Regions from separate parts of the Sus scrofa genome. Here region 2 is linked to region 1. A link is a contact called in public HiChIP or PLAC-seq data. All regions are on one chromosome and are shown on one strand. The core of a region is the stretch at or near the end of the contact, and the rest is flanking DNA. Distances in the headings are between cores, read along the strand shown. Region 1 overlaps IGF2BP2 (insulin-like growth factor 2 mRNA-binding protein 2). Region 2 holds the start of IGF2BP2 (insulin-like growth factor 2 mRNA-binding protein 2).

Region 1 (5,215 bases), core at 1,658-4,157:
GATGATGGATGCTAAGGCTGGTATTCTCAAAAATACTGTCCTAGTACTCCTAATAAAGGAGACGAATGCATAAAAGGTGATTTGAGTGAGGATATGTAAACTTTATTCTTGTACGTATAAAAAAAGAAGTGAATGTGTTTGGGCAGATTCTGTAAAGAAAAAGTTAGTGATTCAATCATTTAGAGATCTAAACAGAGTTGGTGGGGAAATAAAACGAAGAAAAGAGACACAGTAGGTATTAAGCTCTGGGCTCCTGGGATTACAGCATTTACTAAGAGGTGTGTATATGCGTATAGAGACCAAGAACTGAAGCTTTTCTGCTAAAAATGTGATGCACTCATCCCCATTCCAAGTGTTGGCTATTTAGCACATTTTACTTGGTGGTATTGACTGTTTTGCTCTTGCCAAAAGAAAAATACTCTGAAACAAGTAACATTAAAATCCAGGCTTCCCCAAGGAAAAGTTGCCTGGAAGGACCTCACAGGCAGAAGACTTTAATCCTTCCCTTGACAGAATTCAACAAAACTCTTCCTGCACCAGGCATGCAATGATTAATCAACTAATTTCAATCCAAGTTTTGTTTATATGTTCCAACTGTAAACATTAATTGAAATATTTCCATTGCAACAAAATCACTTTGGTTTGATTCAAACACTGCTGCATGACAACAGGCAAGCACGTTTCAGAACATGAAAGCACTGCGCAAAAGTATCCCAGGGGAAAGTGTTATTCTAGGCTACACAGTTACTTGACAGCTAGAGCAAGGTACTGGGGTTTCCTTTTCCATTGATAAACTGCAGGGGATATTCTGCTCTGCTTTGAGGTTTTAGAAAAGTTTGCATGAAGAAAAATCTGCTTATTAGTATCTCATTTGCTTTGCTCTGTGTGTGGTAGGGGAGCAGAATTTAGGTTTCAATGTGTAAAAAAGAGACACAAGTATGGGAAACACCATATCTGAGAGTATGCATGTTTTTGACAGTATTTGAATAGAGGTCAAATCCCTGGAAGGAGTTTTGCTGTAATAACAGAGATGAGTGTAACGTAACTAGTGTGGGCTGTGTTCTATTTCAGCTACTGCTCTAGGAGAAAGCAGCCTTTGGGAAGGGAAAAAAAAGTTGGGCCATTTGAAATGCACAAAGGCTATGTTTTAAAGTAAAAGCTAACAGATAAATTTTATCCAAATGTTTTAAAGTACATATGACACAGACTGAATTGCACCAGCTCTTCTCACCACCAGACCTTTCCCATCTTATAATGGCAACTTCCTGGTTTCGCCAACATCATAGCAAGACATTTACTTTTTCTTTTCTTTTCTTTTTTTTTTTTGACTTTTGTATTTTTAGGACCGCACCTGAGGCATACGGAGGTTCCCAGGCTAGGGGTCTAATTGGAGCTGTTGCTGCTGGCCTACGCCAGAGCCACAGCAATGCCAGATCTAAGCCTCGTCTTCGATCTACACCACGGCTCACGGCAATGCTGGATCCTTAACCCACTGAGCAAGGCCAGAGATAGAACCCACAACTGGTTCCCAGTCGGATTCATTTCTGCTGCGCCACAACAGGAACTCGACATTTACTTTTTCAAAGGAAGATTTCTTTGCCTAGATTGTGGTTCTCAATCCTGGATGCACATTAGAATCACCTGGGTGGCCAGTCAAACGGCTAAGCCTCCTTCCCACCAAGACTGTAATTTAAATGAGCTAAGATAGAGCCAAGGCATTTGTATTTTTAAAAAGTTCCCCAGCTATTCCAACACGGGCCAGGGCTGACAGTTAATGGTCTATACAGATAGTCAATGGTCTAAACAATAAAGTAAGTTTGTCCTTCCTTCAAGGCTGAATGTCCTCCATGTAATATACAAAAATGATCCCACTTGAATAGGACCCTAGTCATTTAATCATTCCAGATACACCTCCAATATTAAAACTTTTGTATATTAAAGCAACCTAATATTTATGGATATATTCAGCATTATATTCATAATGTAACCATCAGTTTGTGTTTGTTACTATGTCATCTACTTAAGCTACATGCTTGTGTTTATCCCCCTCATTTGATATATTAGGTGATTCCGGACTGCTTATTCTGTCAGTCACTACGCTCAGAGCCTGTGGAGGCTGCAAAGATTAAAAAAAAGTCACTCTTGTAGCTGTATCTGTAACCAAGGAACTTAGAAGGGAGGTAATACAGGCGTGAATAACAACACACGTTAGAATATAAAGTTTATAACAGACATCCAAGATACGCTAGATCACACTTAGCTGTAGAATTCAAAAGTATTTCTGAAATACGTATATCAAAATGTTAATAGAAGTTACCTCTAGGAAGTTCACTAAGGATTTTGTTACTTGTGTTTTTCAGTTTTTTTCTAAGTCTTTTACAAGAGCACGTGATGAAAAACAGTCTCTAAAGAAGACGAAATCAGTTTGAAGAATGGAAAATTGATAGGCAGAGAAGGGCATAAGAAAGGCAAAGCTCCAAGCGCATTTGGTAACGTGAGTAGTCTGTTTGCTATAACTTGGAGTGTAGGGCAGAAAGAGGAGGAGGGAAGGCTGGAGAAATTGGAACGATATTGCAAAACCTTTGAATGCTGGGGTGGGGGTACTTAAAATCAGCAATTGGGAGCCATGGAAGGTTTTTAAATGGTAATTTTTATCATTATAAAAAATATTTTCTCAAAAAACATTATACGTTTATTGTAAAAATAGCTAGCAAAGACTAAAAACCACAAAGCAAATAAAAATCACCAAGAAGAAAACCATTGTTAATATTTTGGCATATTTCCTTTCCATCTTTTCCCTATGTATATAATTATGGAAGATTTTTGAGCAGGAATATGACATCAGCAGGGCTATGCTTTAGGGAGGCTAGGTTACAAGGTGGCCTGTGTACAAAATGCACTTTCTGGGAATGGAATAACAGCTGCAGCTTCCTCTCTCTCACACACACATATGCAGCTTCTCTGCTTATATGCCTGTACCTGCACAAGTCAGGAAAGAATCTGGCTATTTAGGGTAGACCCACAAATACATCCTAAGGGGCAAGTGGCACCTGGAGGGGAAGCCCAAGGCTAAATAAAGCCTAGGGGTGAGGATCCCTAACAGTATTCAGCAAAGCCAGAAAGACCTCAGTGGGGCCAGAGAGAATGTTCTGCAAAGCACCAGCAGGCTTCCAGGAAGCGAGGTCTTATCTCAGGAAGGCGGGAGAAAAGCTTTCCTAGAGACCATCCTCATCTTGCACGACTCCCAGTAGGGAAATGCCTAAAAATAGGTGATTACCACATCTAGTGTGTGATAATCATATTACGATAAAACAGCTCATGGTATGACAATTACTGCCTATTAGCCAGAATTCATGTTGACTCTGAGATCACAGCCTCAAGAAGAGGTTGACCTGTGTCAAAATTCACTGACAGGCTTTACTTGCCAAGTCAGTTCTCAGCTCTCAGCCTTGCCCCCTACTTGAGACAATGGGGCTCTGTGCAGAGCAGAGGCCAAAAACTGGGAGGAAATTTGCATGCCTCCCTCTCCTGCCCCCACGAGGTGTTTATTATTTTGCTTCCAGAGGCCGAGTCCAATGTTTTATTCCTCCCCTTCTTCCCTTTGCTAATTTTAACTCAATTTCAAATTAATATTTTTCAAGAGATAACTTATTTAATTCCCAGCCCCTCCTACCCTTGTTTATGACTTAGAAATGAACGTAAGCACAAAACATCTTGTGATGGCCTCAAAATAGAAAGCAGGTTTAAAGTTTTATTTTTCTGTCCCAAAGCTGCCAAAGCTCTGGGTGTTTTAACTTCTGCTCTACACACAGTTTTCTTCCTCGCTCCTTCCCATCCAGCTATATTTAGTAAAGCCCAAATAAAAGGGATACAGGCAAAGCAAACTTAAATATAGTTTCTTTGAATCAGTAAACTCAAGAGTTAGTCTATATGGCAGCAGCCAAGAAAGTGAAGCTCATATGAACACACATATACTCATGACAGGCACTGTCCTCCAAAGGTGACCACAGCCTTGCCTAATTCACAGGTGGCAGGAGCACCCAGAAAGACAGACACACCATCTCCCCTCCTCCATCACTGACAGCTCCTTTTCCTTCCTGCCCCCCATCTCTGCACCCCTCACCTTCCCTTCTTGCCACCCCCCATCTTGCTCCTCTCCATTTTCTAGCAATCAATGAATCTACACCATCTGCTACCCTCTGCCCACACCTAGAAGGAAAAAAGAAAAACCGAGAAGGGTCAATAGAAATGAAAGAAAGCATGGAGAAGTGCCTGGATGACCAAAGAATTCTAAACCAAGTTGGTTCAGAAGCATACTGCTGTAACTGCTGTACAGTTCATATTTTTGCCTCAGTTGATTTACTTAAAACTGATCTCACGCTTTCATTTGACTGAAGGAAATTCTATGGGGCTTGAGAACAAGGGATTTTGTTTGGGGTTTTCCAATAGAAACAACGAGCCTACAATGACAACAAGGTTTTAGGGGGTAACTTCCTGTCCACGAGGCAGCAAACCTATAAACTCATAGGAACATCCCATAGGAGGTTATGCGATGGGTTTGAGGAACATGGACTGTGGCATGGAAGGGGAATGGCAGCCTTAGCTTTTCCTATAAAAGAAGGACCTGACTGTCCCATGCCTTTCTCCAAACCAAAGGCATAGAACGAGAAGGAAGAAACGCAGAGGTGCTAAGAACCTAACGGCTGGATAGCAAACTCACCCTTTACAATGCTCTCCCCTAAATGCATCTCATGTTTCCATATGTACCCACTCAACCGACTTAATTCCACTATCAACACCTGAGAAAGCTACTATCAAGTCCAGCCTGAAGAGTGATAAAGATAGCACATGCTCTATTTAGACAATATCATCAGAGAAAGCCCATATTTATTTACTACTACATTAAGACCAAAAAAACCCCAAAACTCTACATATTCAAGTATTTTAAGTATAAAATCCTAGAACAAGAGTAGCAAATTATGGCTCATAGGCCAAATCCAGCCTGCCACCTGTTTTTGTACAGCCTGTATGCTAAGGATGTCTTTCACTTTTTAAATGGTTGAAAAAAAAATCAAAAGAAGAATATTATTCTATGATGTGAAAATTATATGAAATTAAAATTTCGGTCCATAAATAACATATTATTGGAATACAGCCATTTCATTCACGTACATATCGCCTGTGGCTGCTTTTGCAGGGTAAGCAGGTATAAAGA
Region 2 (5,215 bases), core at 1,042-3,541, 57 kb after region 1:
TAGTTAAGCAATTTAGCTGACACAGTAAATATTTACTCTTAACATCTCACAGGAAGTCTTGACAAGCATTTGTTGCCATTGTGCTGGGGGTAGGGGCGGGAGGGGGGGTGGGAGGCAAGTTTTCATAAACAAGTCAAACGGTCCCAGCGAATTTAACACAGCTAGTGTTAGCCATCCCCCACCCCCCAATAAGGCACCAGATATTTTCCAAGTACAGTAAACACCTTATATAATGAAAGTAAAAATGTAACTTTCTAAACTATTTTATCTCCACTAACAAAACAAACAAAAGCCTTTTTTAAAACTATAAAAGCATATTTTGAAAAACTGAGTGTATTTTTATTTTATACGGAAGACTAATCACAAAATAACTAAGCAAAATATATTTACCTGAGCTTTTTAGAGACTGAGTAATCAACTTCCATGATTTTCCCATGCAATTCCACTTTACCTTTAAAACAGAAATTAAAGCACTCAGAACCTTCCTGCGATCAAACCCGCGGGGGTCTAGGAGGAGCACGCACAGAACTCCATGCTCCGGCTCCGCCTTCGGGCGCCCTCAAGGGGTCTCCTACCCGGCTCGAGCTGGGCAAACTTGGTTCCCAGTGGGAAGAAAGGTGGGCGCCCTGTGTCTTGGGACGAGGTGGGAAGGGTGCGAGCCCGGCTCTCGACCCCAGGTAGAGCTGTGGGTGGCATTACCGGAAAAACAAATTTAATAAAGAGCGGCGCCAATTTAAAAGGATGAGCTCATTTGAAACTCAAGCTGCAGGGCTGGCGCGGCCCCACTCCTCTCCTGGCCCCCACCTCTCCATTCCGCTAACCCGGGCCCCGAAGGCTCCGCTGTGCTCCCCTCCCAGCCCTCTCCTCCCGGTGGCCCGGGAGAGACGCGCCGAAGCCCCCCGAGGTCCGCTTCCGCGAGAGCCGGGTCCCAGCCGGCTTCTGGTCACCTTGGCCTTGCCGCCGCCCCGCCCCCACTCGGCGCGCCGGTGGGGAAGGGGCTCCGGCCCGGCTGGGGTTCCGGGGGCGCAGGCTCGTGGCCTGGGGGCGAGCGCGGCTCCGAGCGGTGCGTGTGCGAGAGGGAGAGTTGGTGAGTGCGCGCGCGCGCGAGTGTGTGTGTGTCGCTCTCCGTCTCCCGTCTGGGCTCCAGCGCTCTCGCGGGCCCCCCGGTCGCCTCTTTCTCGGTTCTCAGCCCGGGCCCCCACCGAGTTGAGACAGGGCACCTCGTAAAAAGGTGCTTCTGGCCGAGCGGGAGGCGGGGGGACAGGCGGCGGAAAGCCCCCAGCTCCGAATTCTTCTCAATAAAATCGGACAAAAAATTCAGAGAAAAATAGGAGCGCTTGAGAGACGAGCGAGAGGGGACTGAGGTTCGGGAGAGGACCGAGAGAGATGTGCCGTCGTACAGGGGCTGGGGTTGGGGGAGCCCCGAAACCTAAGAGGGGATCATCTGTGTGGGGCCGAGGGGGTGCCCAAAGTGGGGGACTGCGGGGCGAGCTGGGGAGGGGGCTCGAAAGGAGAGTGCGGTTCAGGGAACGCCAGAGGGCGAGAGGTCCTGGGCACGAGGCACGGGAAGGGGTAAGGTCTGGTCAAGGGACAGGAGATGCAGGAATTGGGGGGGGGGTCCCTCACAAAAGGGGTGACGAGAAGGTCAGGGAAAAAGAGGGGACGGGGGCTCTCTAAGGATGGGGGCGGGGGAACTCTGGAGAGAGCTTGGGGAGCCAGAGGAACGAGGGGTGCCCCCAGAGAGCGAGCGAGCCTCGAGGACCCTCGAGGCAGCACGGGGGTACCCCCAGGACTGAGGCTGGGAGGGCAAAGGGTGAATCCCGAACTAGGGGGGGAGGGGAGCGGGCCGTCCCAGGAGCGGGCCGGCGGTGAGAGTTGAAGGTCTGGTGCGTGGAAGTGAACGTGCCGGCGCTGGAGCCCCCGCCGGGCGCCGCCCGCAGGGCTCGGCCTCCCTCCGGACGCCGTCCTGGCCTGAGCAGGGCGAAGGGGGGGAGGGGGACAGAGCCGACTGCTCACCCGAGAGGGTCTCGATGGCGCGGATGGCCCAGTTCTGGTCGGGGTAGTCCACGAAGGCGTAGCCGGACTTGAGCAAGACCTGTCCCGCCAGGGGCAGCTTCCTGTCCCCGAAGAGCTGCCGGAGGTCGTCGGCGGTGACGGCGGGACTCAGGTTCCCGATGTAAAGCTTGTTCATCATCCGTCTCTTCTCCGAGAGCCCGCGGCTCCCCCGGCCCGGTACCCGGCGCTCCTCGCCTCCTCCGCTGCCCTCGTCTCCCCTCCTCCTCCTCCGCCCCCCTCCCCGCCCTCCGCCCGCCCGCCACCCACCCCCACCCTCACCCTCAGCCTGGCTCCCCCACCGCGGCCGGCCCGGCCCGCCCGGGGGCAGAGGCGGAGGCGGGGACTCGGCGCGGCTGCCTCCTCGGGGCAGAGTCCCGGGCCGGGCGGCGGCGCGCGGACAAAGCGCTCTCTCTGCCTCCCTCTCTCTCCCTCTCAAGGCGGTGGCGGGAGGAGGAGCAGCGGCGGGCGGCGGCAGCGCACCCCGCGTGTGTCTGTGTGAGAGTTTGTACGGGCGTGTGCGCAGCCGAGAGTGAGCGAGCGAGCGCCCCCTCCCCGCCCCGCGCCGCTGCGCCCCTCGCCTCGCGCCCCCCGCGCTCCTAGCGCTCCGCGCGGCTACCCAGGCTTCAGCCCCGCGCCGGGCAGGCGGAAGCGGGTCGCGGCCCGGGGCTGGGGCTCCCGGGCGCCAGAACCTCGGGCGGGCGCGGCGCGGAGGCCGGGAGAGCGGCGGGGCGGGGAAGGCGCGCCCCGGGCGCGGGTGGGAGTGCGTGAGGGGGAGCGGCTGGGAGCCGCAGGCGTGGGAGGGCGAGGGGCTGTGCGAGAGCGTGGAAAGGGGTGTGCGCAAGGTGGACCGGATGTGAGGGCGCGGCTGCCGGGCCGGCGGGAAGGTGTGTCTCAGAGGTGAGAAGCGAGGGCAGGCGGGGAGACCACAACTTTCGCGACGAGTTGGCCGAGTCCTGCGCCCTGCGCGTTCCCGGGCGGAGCGCTTGCTCGGAGACCCGCTCCCCGCCCCGCTCTTCGGGGCGACCCGGCGGCGCGTGTGGTCGAGGGAGCGCGGACGAGAGTTGGGAGGTTTGGGGCCCGGGACTGGCCGGGCCCTCACGGACCTTGCACCCCGGGGAAATTGTTCCGGTCCTGGGCCTCAGTTTCCCAGCCCGCGAGGGGAGACAGAAGGCCGGAGTGGGGCCACGTCCCCTCCGCCCGCATCCCGTGCGTCCGGAATCCCGCGGCCGGCGGCAGCCTGACGTTGGCAGCTGCTCTCTATTCTGGGAAGTGCCGAGGGCTTCCCGAGCCGCCGCTGCGAAGCCAGGTGGCGGGGAGGGAGCAGGGGCTGCAGCCGAAGGACCGACTCTCTCTGTTAGGCTGCGAGGCCGGGTTCAGTCCCCCCAGCCGGGGTGGTGGGAAGCAAGGGTGGCTGGAAGCGGAGGAGCTTCGGCGGTGTAGGAGTTCCCCGAGCATTGGGAAGGGCCCGGAGAGGAAAGAGGTCCTTCCAAGCGGAGGAAACAACGTGACCGACGGAAGAGGCAGGGTTGGGATGAGAGCAGCCCGAGCCGAGGGGCTAGGGTAGGAGCCAGACAGGCTAGAGGCCGGTTGCGAGTTCCGGGGCCCGGGTGGAAGTCTGATGGTTAGAGCCTGGTCCTAGCCAGGAAATGAAATTCTACAGGAAAGAAAAAAAAATTGGTAGGATTCATAGGGGAAAGGACAGAAGATGATTCCAAGATCTGGACTTCTGGGGGCCTTAGACGAAATGATGCTTTGACCGGAGAAATGTGGATTTTTATTTTTATTTCAATTTTTTTTTCTTTCTTTTTTTTTTTTTTTTTTTTTTTTTTTTTTTTTTTTTGAGGGCGCTGGGGGCCTCTGGGTGATGTAGCCACACTGTAGGATTGGAACAGGTTCTAGTCTGGCGAGGTCGTGAAGTACTGTCTTTCTCAAGCTCTCCCTTTGACTAGGTGGGTCGAAGGAGCATAGCTTCTTAAAAAAAAATTGACGTTCCCAGACCCCTTCCTTTGGGGAAGACAGACCCTGTGAGCCTGGATTTTGTATTTTCCCTTAACTACGCCCAGGTGATTCTTGTTTAGAAAACTGGCCAGTGAAAGGCCTTTCAGCTTAGGATTCAGATCTCAGCTGTGTTCCCCTATCTTTAAGCCTATGTTTCTTGATCCATAGAGCATAAAGCAACCAACTCTTGGTTGTTGTGCAGGATACGCAAAGGAGAACTGAGTAGTGTGTTGAGACACAGTGGACACACACTTATTGCTTATTTTTTTTCTTTCCCCCAGGAACTCATGAGCTTTAAAATACTTCCTTTTGGGGAGATTTCCTTAAATAATTGCTGTCCAGAGGAGAAAATGTATTTATTCTCACCTAGGTATTTGCAGTTATTTGAATTCTGGCTTTAGCTCAAATATTCACGTATTTCCTCTTTCTAGAATAGGAATTGGATTCTTGGAGTTGGGAATGGACTTTGCCATTGTTCCCCAGACTAATAGATCAGTTAGGTATGGATGCTTCCATACTAAAATACAGTGGAGAATCGCAAGTGAAAACTATTGTTTGTGTATAAACCTCAGCAGACTAGGAATTAATGATTTTCAAATTATTTACACCAATTCCACTAAATTATTGGTCACCTCCATATTGTAGGACAGCATGTTTGTTTATTTCCAGTATTTCAAAGTTGCACATTGTAAAAGAGAAATGAGAGTGACAGGGATAATTATCTCATTCTTCTTTGAAAGTTTAGTAAAACTTTGTTGTATGATATTTTCAGACATGTCAATTTCTTGGTCTCACTGCAGACCTGAAAACATTTTAGCTTGGATTCTCTAGTGGGGAGCAAGTATCTAAAGATTCTTGGCAGAGGTGGCTTCTGGTTAACTCTTCTATCTGCTTCACCAGGTCACTTTCAAACTTTTTTTCTGAAAAAAAAGTGGTCTTTGCTGTAATTTGTGTCTTCTGTCCTGCTGGTGGTTTGTAAATACAGTGCTAGAGACAAGTTTCGATGGGTAAATGTGGTAAGGGACCTGTTTCCAACACACCTCTGATTTGTAGCACTACAGTTCCTTATCCTAGAAGCCAGAGTTGCTTTTTCACATGTTAAAGAAGGGAACAGCCTCCAAATGCAAAACCAGAAATCATTGCCACTGCCTCACAAACTTTA

Evidence for each region. HiChIP or PLAC-seq counts read pairs in DNA pulled down with a chosen protein or histone mark.
Region 2: a contact with region 1 is called in an H3K27ac HiChIP or PLAC-seq map of skeletal muscle. The contact joins the promoter of IGF2BP2 here to the enhancer-like site in region 1. A contact is called at or near these places in 1 of 5 promoter capture datasets (liver), 5 of 47 Hi-C or Micro-C datasets (adipocytes, embryonic fibroblasts, fetal heart ventricle and 2 more) and 1 of 2 datasets of contacts at active chromatin or transcription factors (skeletal muscle).

What each region holds. Positions count from the first base shown.
Region 1 is chr13:123,590,129-123,595,343 of Sscrofa11.1, forward strand. The region is part of intron 2 of IGF2BP2 (insulin-like growth factor 2 mRNA-binding protein 2); the gene reads right to left. Among named protein-coding and RNA genes, the nearest start is that of IGF2BP2, 57 kb to the right of the region's middle. Within about 2 kb of position 2,908, at least 9 of the 83 cell types and tissues checked have an H3K27ac peak or open chromatin away from gene starts, as enhancers often do. A contact at or near this core is called in fetal skeletal muscle and skeletal muscle, where this site is marked.
Region 2 is chr13:123,647,759-123,652,973 of Sscrofa11.1, forward strand. It overlaps IGF2BP2 (insulin-like growth factor 2 mRNA-binding protein 2), which reads right to left and starts at 2,292. Exons shown (of 15, transcript XM_021069998.1): 1 at 2,017-2,292; 2 at 391-451. The coding sequence starts at 2,194.